2 separate regions of the Hordeum vulgare genome follow, and region 1 is linked to region 2. Evidence: chromatin contacts called from public Hi-C data. All regions are on one chromosome and are shown on one strand. The core of a region is the stretch at or near the end of the contact, and the rest is flanking DNA. Distances in the headings are between cores, read along the strand shown.

What was found. Hi-C and Micro-C count contacts between places; a contact is called where the count stands out from the background.
Region 1: a Hi-C map of leaf shows a contact between it and region 2, with 2.5 times the contacts expected there. The contact joins the promoter of LOC123442917 here to the enhancer-like site in region 2. A contact is called at or near these places in 1 of 6 Hi-C or Micro-C datasets (leaf) and 1 of 1 datasets of contacts at active chromatin or transcription factors (embryo).

Annotation. Positions count from the first base shown.
Region 1 is chr3H:48,510,698-48,515,164 of MorexV3_pseudomolecules_assembly, reverse strand. LOC123442917 (zinc finger CCCH domain-containing protein 17-like) reads left to right here and starts at 2,116. Exons shown (of 7, transcript XM_045119101.1): 1 at 2,116-2,592; 2 at 2,993-3,088; 3 at 3,728-3,817; 4 at 3,917-4,165; 5 at 4,249-4,428. The coding sequence starts at 2,209.
Region 2 is chr3H:48,085,171-48,089,634 of MorexV3_pseudomolecules_assembly, reverse strand. No RefSeq gene overlaps it. Among protein-coding and RNA genes, the nearest start is that of LOC123442916, 130 kb to the right of the region's middle. Within about 2 kb of position 2,199, at least 3 of the 3 cell types and tissues checked have open chromatin away from gene starts, as enhancers often do. A contact at or near this core is called in leaf, where this site is marked.

The DNA of each region.
Region 1 (4,467 bases), core at 867-3,366, 430 kb before region 2:
GCGAGAGACACGGTTTTGCTTCCGCGAGAGGCACGGTTTTGACTTCGCGAGAGGCACAACCATGTCTCTAGGAAACGAAAAACAAAAACACAATTTTTGTTTTTTTATCATGAGAGGCACGGTTTTTCTGAAACGCTTTTTCCGTTCGGGTTTTTTCTGGAAAAAAGGTTTATCAAAATCTATCAACATAGGATCTAGTTTTGAAGATCTCGATGCGAGGAACCCAACGGTGAAAACGGTTCAAAATTTGAACACACATTGTTTATAAAAGATAAAACGTTTTAAAAATACAAATCCGCGAAAAAGGAAAAACTCTTATATTGGAATAAGTGGTCCACATTCTCTATTCTTAAATAGTTGTAACCAAGTACCTAATTTTTCTCTTCATGCAATTATGCCACATCATCAAGTCATGCATGTGTTCATTAGCTATAATTTATGCACTAATCTATTCGTGTAATCATGCCACCTCAGCAATTATGCATGTCAATTTGTTTCACTAATTTTTCTGTGGACATAGATGTGACACTACAAATATGTGTAGGTTATGTTACACATTTTTGTTATGTAGACAGCCCGTTGACTTCATACTTATATAATATTATATCACACGCTTCATATGCTTTATTGTTTCTAAAATATAAACTGAGATCAACCTTATATTTGTTTTTGCAATGCGTATAGTTATTTACCACATATTTATTCATCTATTTTATAAAGATTTTCGTAGCAACGCGTGGGATATCATCATTTGTGACAATTTAAAAAGATAGGAATATTTTTTTAAAAGTCTCTCCCTAATAATAAAGCACTTAGTGCTTCGGTTGTACGTCACTAAAATTATCCTCAATGTTGTCCTAAATTACCCAGTATGCCACCCATAAGTGAAGAAAACGATTCAATTTTTTTCCAGTCAAAGTCATCGTACATTACGATACTTATACGACGAGGTCCCAAACAAAAAACCTGGTGTGCTTGGCTTAGTGGTTGGAGCGCTGGTACTCCACCTAGGTGACCCAGGTTTGATACCTGGAACCTACATTTTTTTCGTCACGTAATTCTTTTTTATTAATTCCATTTGTTTTTTCTTCTTTAATTTAATTCGGAATTTGCAAATTTCCAAATTAATTTTTTTCCGAGTTTTGAGCGAAAATATTCAATAAATTATAAAATCTTTTGGGATTTCAAAAAAAGGTTTAGGCAATGATAAAACGTTCACGGATTTAAAAAATACTGATGAAATCATAAAATGTTGGGAATTCAAAAAAAGGTTCGGGTAATCATAAAATGTTCATGGACTCAAAAAATGTTGATGATTTAAAAAAACTGTTTTGATATTGTAAAAGAATTCACAATTTCACATTTTTGAAAAATATATTCAGCAAATATAAAACATGCATGGTTTTGAAAATGATCATGTATTCAAAACATATCCTTGAATTTGAAGAAAATGTGTAAGAAATTTTAAAAAATGTTCACGGAAACTAAAAAAATGCGAAAATCTGCATTATACAACACATTTAATCTTACCATGGAGGTCTCCTCTCCAAAAACTGCAGGTGCCGTCCTCAGGTTAGAGCACGGCGACCATGAGGCATACGTATTTGGTGAACACTGACCACATTACAAAAATCCTTGTCAAAAGCCGTTTACTCTCTAGCGATGCCCCTGTGTTGTGCCAAAGTATAATGAAAAGCACATCATTTTAAAATTGATCGTTAGCGATGGTGAAAAGTATAATGGACAATATGAACATCATTAGCAATTATTATGAATAGAAAAAATAACAAAAAAATTAAATGGTTAGCTAGGAGCATGCAACATTTTGTTTTTTCCCGTTGCAACGCACGGGCACATTTCCTAGTACTACAAATTAGTGATTTCGGCCGTACAAAAGCTTTCCGAAAATGTCTAAAAAGAAATCGGGTCGTGCCAGACACGTGGCCCGCCTGAGGCTGAGACCGTACCTGGGCCGCGATGCTGGGCACCCGTACATGGGCCGCAGGTTTAGCCCTGTCCGTCGCAAGTCGCAACTGCCTCCTCATCGAAAAATAAAAAGTTCGCAACCGCCTCGTGCCACTTCTCGCTCCGTTCCGGCCACATCCACAATCCCTCGCGCAGACGCGATCTCAGCCTCCCCGCACCACCGATACCTAGCGCCGCCTCGCCCCCGCCGTCGCCGCGCCTCCGGCGAGACAGGACCCCGCCATGCCGATCTCATCCTCCCTCTCCGCGCGCCTCGGCCCCGGTCCCGCGCCCACGGCCGCGCCCGCACGGTGGGGCCCTTACGCCCGCCCCTCCGAACCCCGCAGGAGCGGCTGCGCCAAGGCCTCCCGCCCGTCCCTCCGCCTCGAACCCGAGACGGCGAGGCTCCTCGGCCCCGGGCGGAGGGCCGAATCCGGCGGATTGAGTCGCGGCGCCGCAGCCCCTGCACCTACACGACGGCGGCTTGGAGACCCGAAGAAGTCGGACCAGAAGACGGATCCCAAGCCGGCGGGGACGAATCCAGAGCCGATCCAGGAGCCGCGCGTCGAGGAGGGCCGTGGCTGCGGCGGTTTCAATTTCCTCTGCGCCCTCGCTGGACACAAGGAGGTGCGTGGCTGTTTCCCCGCCCCTCTGCGAAATCGCAGTATCGTAACGCCGCGCTGTTCCGATTGAATACTCAGATGCTATGTTGCGTCAAATTAGCAAGCCCGTTGTTAATTTGTAAATAATTTTTACTCTCTCCGTTCTAAAATAAGTGTCTTAATCTTAGTATAACTGTATACTACAGCTAGTATAAAGTTGATACAATTATTTTGAGACGGAGGAATATAATTGTTAAGAAGTATACAAATAATTTGTAATTGGTTGGATAATTAGCAAACCCGTTGTCTCTTTGTATAATTGTTAAGAATTTGCTTTGCTGCGAGTAATTGTTCAATTTGAAAGCTGAGAGAAAGACACCAGGATCATGCTACGGGGCTCTTACGGTTTTTATCGGATGCTGCAGGCTATTACTGGAATCTCTATGCCGATGGGGTCTGACAAGCTCTACTCTGGCAGTGCCGACGGGTCTGTTCGCGTATGGGACGGCAAATCTGGCAAGGTAGCTGGGCTATCCGCTCTTGGCATTCCCCTCAGACTCGTTATGCTCGGTTCACCTTTGAGGTCGTGTCTGTGTTGATTCCTGCATTACGTGTGGCGGTTGAGTTCTGCTGCCTGATCAATTGGGGATTAACTCTGGTTGCTTGAGGTGGTCGATGTGCCGATGGGCTCAAATTGTGCATCGTCTATGATGGTTGATGTGCGCTGACTGCTTGATCAACTGAGGAGCTCCTCTAATTCCTCGGTGCGCCTGATGTACCCGTTGGTTCAGATCAGGTTGTCATTTGGCACGCCTGGGGTTGAGGACATGTCAGATTGATTTGCCTTGGAGGCTTTTCGCCTGTTTGTCGTGATCAGTGTACACCGGATCAGTTTCGGGAGGCGATCAGGCTGGTTACCTGACAGGCAAAGCTCTCTGCAGTTAAAGTTGCACTCTGATTGCCAGATGGCCATATGTTTAATAGCAAGAAAAAAGAGTAAAAAAAGAAAGGGACAAACGAGAGATGAGCTATTAGAAGAGAAGATTCTTCAGGAAAAAGGAGAAATTTAAGAAAAGATTGTTGTGTAGTAGAGAAAAAAAGAGAGCGAGAGTTTCTAATCTGCTGTGTTGCCCTTTCTATTCTTAATGTTTCTGCAATAGTGCGTTGATGTCATCAAGATGGGAGGGAAGATTGGCTGTATGATCACTCACGACAAGTGGGTATTTGTTGGAATACCAAAATCCGTGGAGGTATTCTCAATTTTACTGGGAGTGCAAGTCAATTTTGCTATATATTGAAGCGCTATTGGGTGTTGAACTATTGTTCTTCGTTGTTTCGATGGCTTCCAGGCATGGAACATAAACACAGGGATGAAGCTAAGTCTTCAGGGACCTTCTGGGCTTGTTTGTTCCATGACTATCAAGGATGGGATGCTGTTTGCTGGCACGGCGGACGGGCGCATCATGGCTTGGAAATTTCCTGCTAAGGACATCAACTCGGAACCAGTGGCAATCCTCGCTGGTCATGACCATCATGTGATTTCACTTGCTGTCTCAGCAACAAGGCTTTACTCTGGCTCACTTGACAAGACAATCAGAGTACGAAAATGCTGCACATCCGCTGATTTCTGTTGGCTACTAAATGCTATGTTTGTGTCTGATATATTCTGGGTATTTATCAGGTATGGGACCTTAAAAATCTTCAATGTGTCCAAACACTCTCTGAGCATAAGGCTGCTGTTACTTCTGTGCTTTGTTGGGGTCAGAAGTTACTTTCTTGCTCTCTGGACAAGACTGTAAAGGCCTGGGCTGCTTCAGAATCTGGAGACCTTCAACTCATGCATACCCACTCTGAGGAGCATGTAAGTTCTGCAAACTTAATTTACACGAATATTTCCATC
Region 2 (4,464 bases), core at 950-3,449:
TATCGCCATACGCGCCGGTTATAGGCCATTTTTGCTAACCGGCGCCTGCAGCGCATACCCCTCTGCCGCGATTTGGGCCGACCGAGATACTTTTATTCTCTTATTCTGTAAAATTGGAAAAAAGGGCCATGAACGAATTCGAACCACACACCTAGCACATATGTTAGAAACGCTCCAACCACTTGAGGCAACCCACAATGTGCGATAAGTATCGTATTCTCCTCTATATTCTTTCTCTAGATCGCGACCGGTTTTCTAGTTTTTTTTTAAATGGCTTGGTTGCTTTTTTATTTTTCTTATCTTTTTATCTGTTTCTTTTTTGCTTCCTTTTTCTTTTTCAAATGCGTTGACTTTTCTCAAATTTTGCAATTTATTTTTAAATGTGATGAACAATTTTTAAATTCGTGAACCTTTTTCACAATCAATGATTGTTTTCCAAGTTTGATGAAATTTTTCTTCAAAAACGATGAACTTTTCCGAATTCTATGATTCTTTTTTGAATCTCATGATTTTTTCCAAAAAAAACTACGAACTTTTTTCGAATTTGATGAACTTGTTTTCAAATCAATGATTTTTTCAAATTAGGGGTGAATTTTTTTCGAATTTGATCAACTTATTTAAAAATCTATGAATTTTTATTCAAATTAGGGATGAACTTTTTTCAGTTGATGAATTTTTTTCGAAATTAATGAACTTTCTTTCAAATCAATGAATTTTATTCAAATTTGAGATGAACTTCTTTTCAATCAATGAACTTTTTTTAAAATCAATGAATTTTTATTCAAATTCCGGATGAAGTTTTTTTAAATTGATGAACTTTTTTCGAAATTAATGAACTTCTTTTCAAATCAATGAATTTTTATTCAAATTTGGGATGAACTTTTTTTCAATCGATGAACTTTTTCCGAATTTGATAATTTTTAAAAAAATCTATGAATTTCTATTCAAATTTGGGATGATTTTTTTTAAATGGTGAACTTTTTCGAAAGTAATGAACTTTTTTCCAAATCCATGATTTTTTTTTTCATATTTGGGATGAACTTATTTTAAAATTCATGAACTGTTTTCCAAATCAATGACCTGTTTTTAAAAATTGATGAATTCGTTTTTCAAAATGGAAGATTTTTTAAAATTTTGTGAACTTTTTGAAAATCCATGAACATATTTTAAAAATCGGTGACCTTTTTTTCACAATCATTAAACTTTTCGCAAATCTGATTAATTGCTTTTTAATCGAATGGAATTTTAATGTACGTTTTGAAATTTATGTTTTTGAAAATCAATGAAATTTTTGCAGGGCCTGCAGCACGGCGCCAGCTGATGATTCATGGGCCGGCCCAACATGGGGCACTGGAGGCTCGAGGAGCGCGAACTGGGGCCTGCAGTGCCGTATAGGAGCTGGGACCTCCTATTCGTTGCTCAGTACGGCAACCAGTCGGGGCTTCGGGTGACGCCCCACTGGGCCGACCCAATTGGTGAACAACGATTGTAGTTTTTTCCATTTTCTGCTCTCTAAATATTTTTTGGAAAATCCCCAACATTTTCCTAAAAGTATAAAATATTTTTAGAATTTGAATACTAATTTTTAAAAGTCTGGATCATTTTAAAATTCCGGAAGATTTTTCAATTCCAGAACATCTTTTCAAATTTCGGAATATTTTTAAAAAATCCGGAACATTTTAACAAATTCCGGAACATTTTTTCAAAATCTTGAACAGTATGAAATTCCGGAACATTTTTTCAAAATCCAGAAAAACAATTAAATTCCGTAACATTTTTCCAAATTCCAAAATATTTTATTCAATTTCCAGAACATTTTTACAAATTCTGGACCGTTTTTCCTAAAATCCAGAACATTTTTTGAAAATTCAGAACAATTTTGAAACAGAAATAGAAAACAAAAAACAAAAACAGAAACAGAAAAAATAGAAAAATAAAAAAACAGGTTAAGGGAACCTTCTAGAAGTTTCCCAAAACAGGTAAAACCGGCTGGAACCCTAGAAGGTTCCAAAACCGGAATCAGTCAAAGTTTGAACGGGCCGGCCAAACCCAGTCGCTCGGTCGCACCCCTGTGCGAAGCAGCGGCTATTTGCCGCATGGAGCGTTGAATAGGAAATTCCATCGGACCTCCTCTCCAAGGCCGCCTCGCTCCTGTGCCCAACGGTGCCACCGAGCTGGGCCGAGGCCCGCAAAGTAAGCAGAAGCCAGCGCCAAGTCCCGTCTATTGTGTGCGTCTACGACCTTTAGGTATCTTACGCTCGGGCACTGTTGGCCTGTTTGCAGTAGATTTGGCCTAACTCATTTTTTTTCTGCGTTATGAATTTGTCTAATTTCCAGGGACTTTCGTATTTATAGAAAAATGCGTATTTTAAAATGCTCATAAATATTTAACCGTGCATTGGATGAAAATAATGTAGGTATGTAAAATGTCCAGAATTTTATGTAGATTAATAATATTCCACTTTCATGCATGTTAAAAAACTATTAAATATGGTGTTTGCATCGTTTTGCGTGATATCATGTTAAAATGTTTTACTTCATAGCTAATTAATTGTGCCTTGGATTTAAAAACTTAATATATGAAAAGTGCTTAGAATTTTTTGTAGTTTCACAATAACCAACTTGCACCATGTTGAATATGATTAACTTTCTGTTTTCATTTAATTTGCATAAATGCCATGCTAAAACGGTTTAATTCATAAATATTAAACCATGACTCCGATTAAAATGTTTTATATATGTAACTTGGCTAGGATTATGTATAGAACAACATGATAACTCTAATATTGCGTTTTAGGCAGATTTGTAGCAAATGGAAAATTAACATATGGGGACTTTCTGGAATTATTATTCGTTGTTCCTCCCTCATTTAAACTTGTGTAGGATACCGTGTATCTTCATAATACCATGTGCATCCATGATTTAATATCTTGTGGCTGTCATTTGCATACATTTGCATTCATGTCAATGTCATCTTGTGTTCTTCATATCTTTTAGACCGTAACTCCGTTTTAGATGATTTATATATGTAAATCGACTAGAATAACGTGTAGAATCACATGATCCACCTTATTTTGCTGTTTAATAAATATTAAAATATATTAGTTCGGATCTGGACCAATTTTGAAATTAACACATGTGGTCATTTCGAAGATGCTATGTGATGTTTCCGACCTTATTTAAAATGCCTAGATAGTGTAGTTTAATTATGCTTTGCCTCTTGCCATGTTTAACAACATTTAATATTGTCGTGTACCTAAAGGAGAGTGAACTAAATATATAAACGTGGAGTTTCGTCAATATGCAACTTGTTGCATATTGAGCTTCACTTAATGTGTAGTATTCAATTGTTGTGATGTGCCATGCCTTGCATAATTAAACCGGACATGCATCATATATGTTTGTGCATCATGTCATGCATATGTTATGGTGAATATCATGCATTGATTTTTCTTTCTGGATTGCTTCTTCTCGATAGAGTTCCGTAAGCGTGTCAGAGTGTGAGGATTCGTTCGACTACGTTGGCTCGTCTACTTCACAGATTCATTCTTCTTCCAAGCGGGATCACACGCAAGATGACCATTTCTCTAGATTCTATTACTATGCTAGTTGTCTTGTTTCTTTCGCTATGTCTCGTTGCCTACCACCGATTTAATAAGCCTCCCAACATTGCCATGAAAAGCCTATAACCTTTCCACAACCTAGCAAACCACTGTTTGGCTATGTTACCGCTTGCTCAGCCTTGTGATAGTGTTGCTAGTTGGAGGTGCATTTGATTCCATGTGTAAACATGGGTTCCTTGTTATATCACCATATTATTGCTATTTAATTTAATGCACTTATATACTTGGTAAAAGATGGAAAGCTTGGCCTTTTAGCCTAGTGTTTTGTTCCATCTTTGCCGCCTTAGTTTCGGCTACCGGTCTTATGTTCCATAATTGAGCGCTCCTAACACTCCCTAGATTTTCTTCTGGGATAAAACTGTTCTGGAAAGGCCCAACATTGGTACTAGATTTCCCAACACAATAATACTGAAAATTAACTAACACATAGGGAGTTAGGGCTACCCGAGGAGTAATTCAACATAATACAGGGGGGCGAGTGCTGATGGTGTTGGTCCCAAATAGGGCCACTTGCGGGGCCATCCGGGGCAACTCGGGGAATTTCTATCTGGCCACTGTACGTACTGCTCATCCGGTGTGGCCTGAGAACGAGATACGCGACTCCTATCGGGATTGTCGGCACGTCAAGCGGCCTTGTTAGATTTGTTTTACCTTTTTCGAACGTCTTGTGCGAGGGATTCCGAGGATACTTTTGGTTTTCTCAAGGTTTAGGTTCTCCACTAGGAATCCAAGGAGATCACGGGTTTTCCATGATCGAGGTTTCCGACGCAGCGTGTGGTAGTTTGTGATGGACTAGTTGGAGCACCCGTGCAGGGTTAAATCTTTCGGAAAGTCGTGCCCG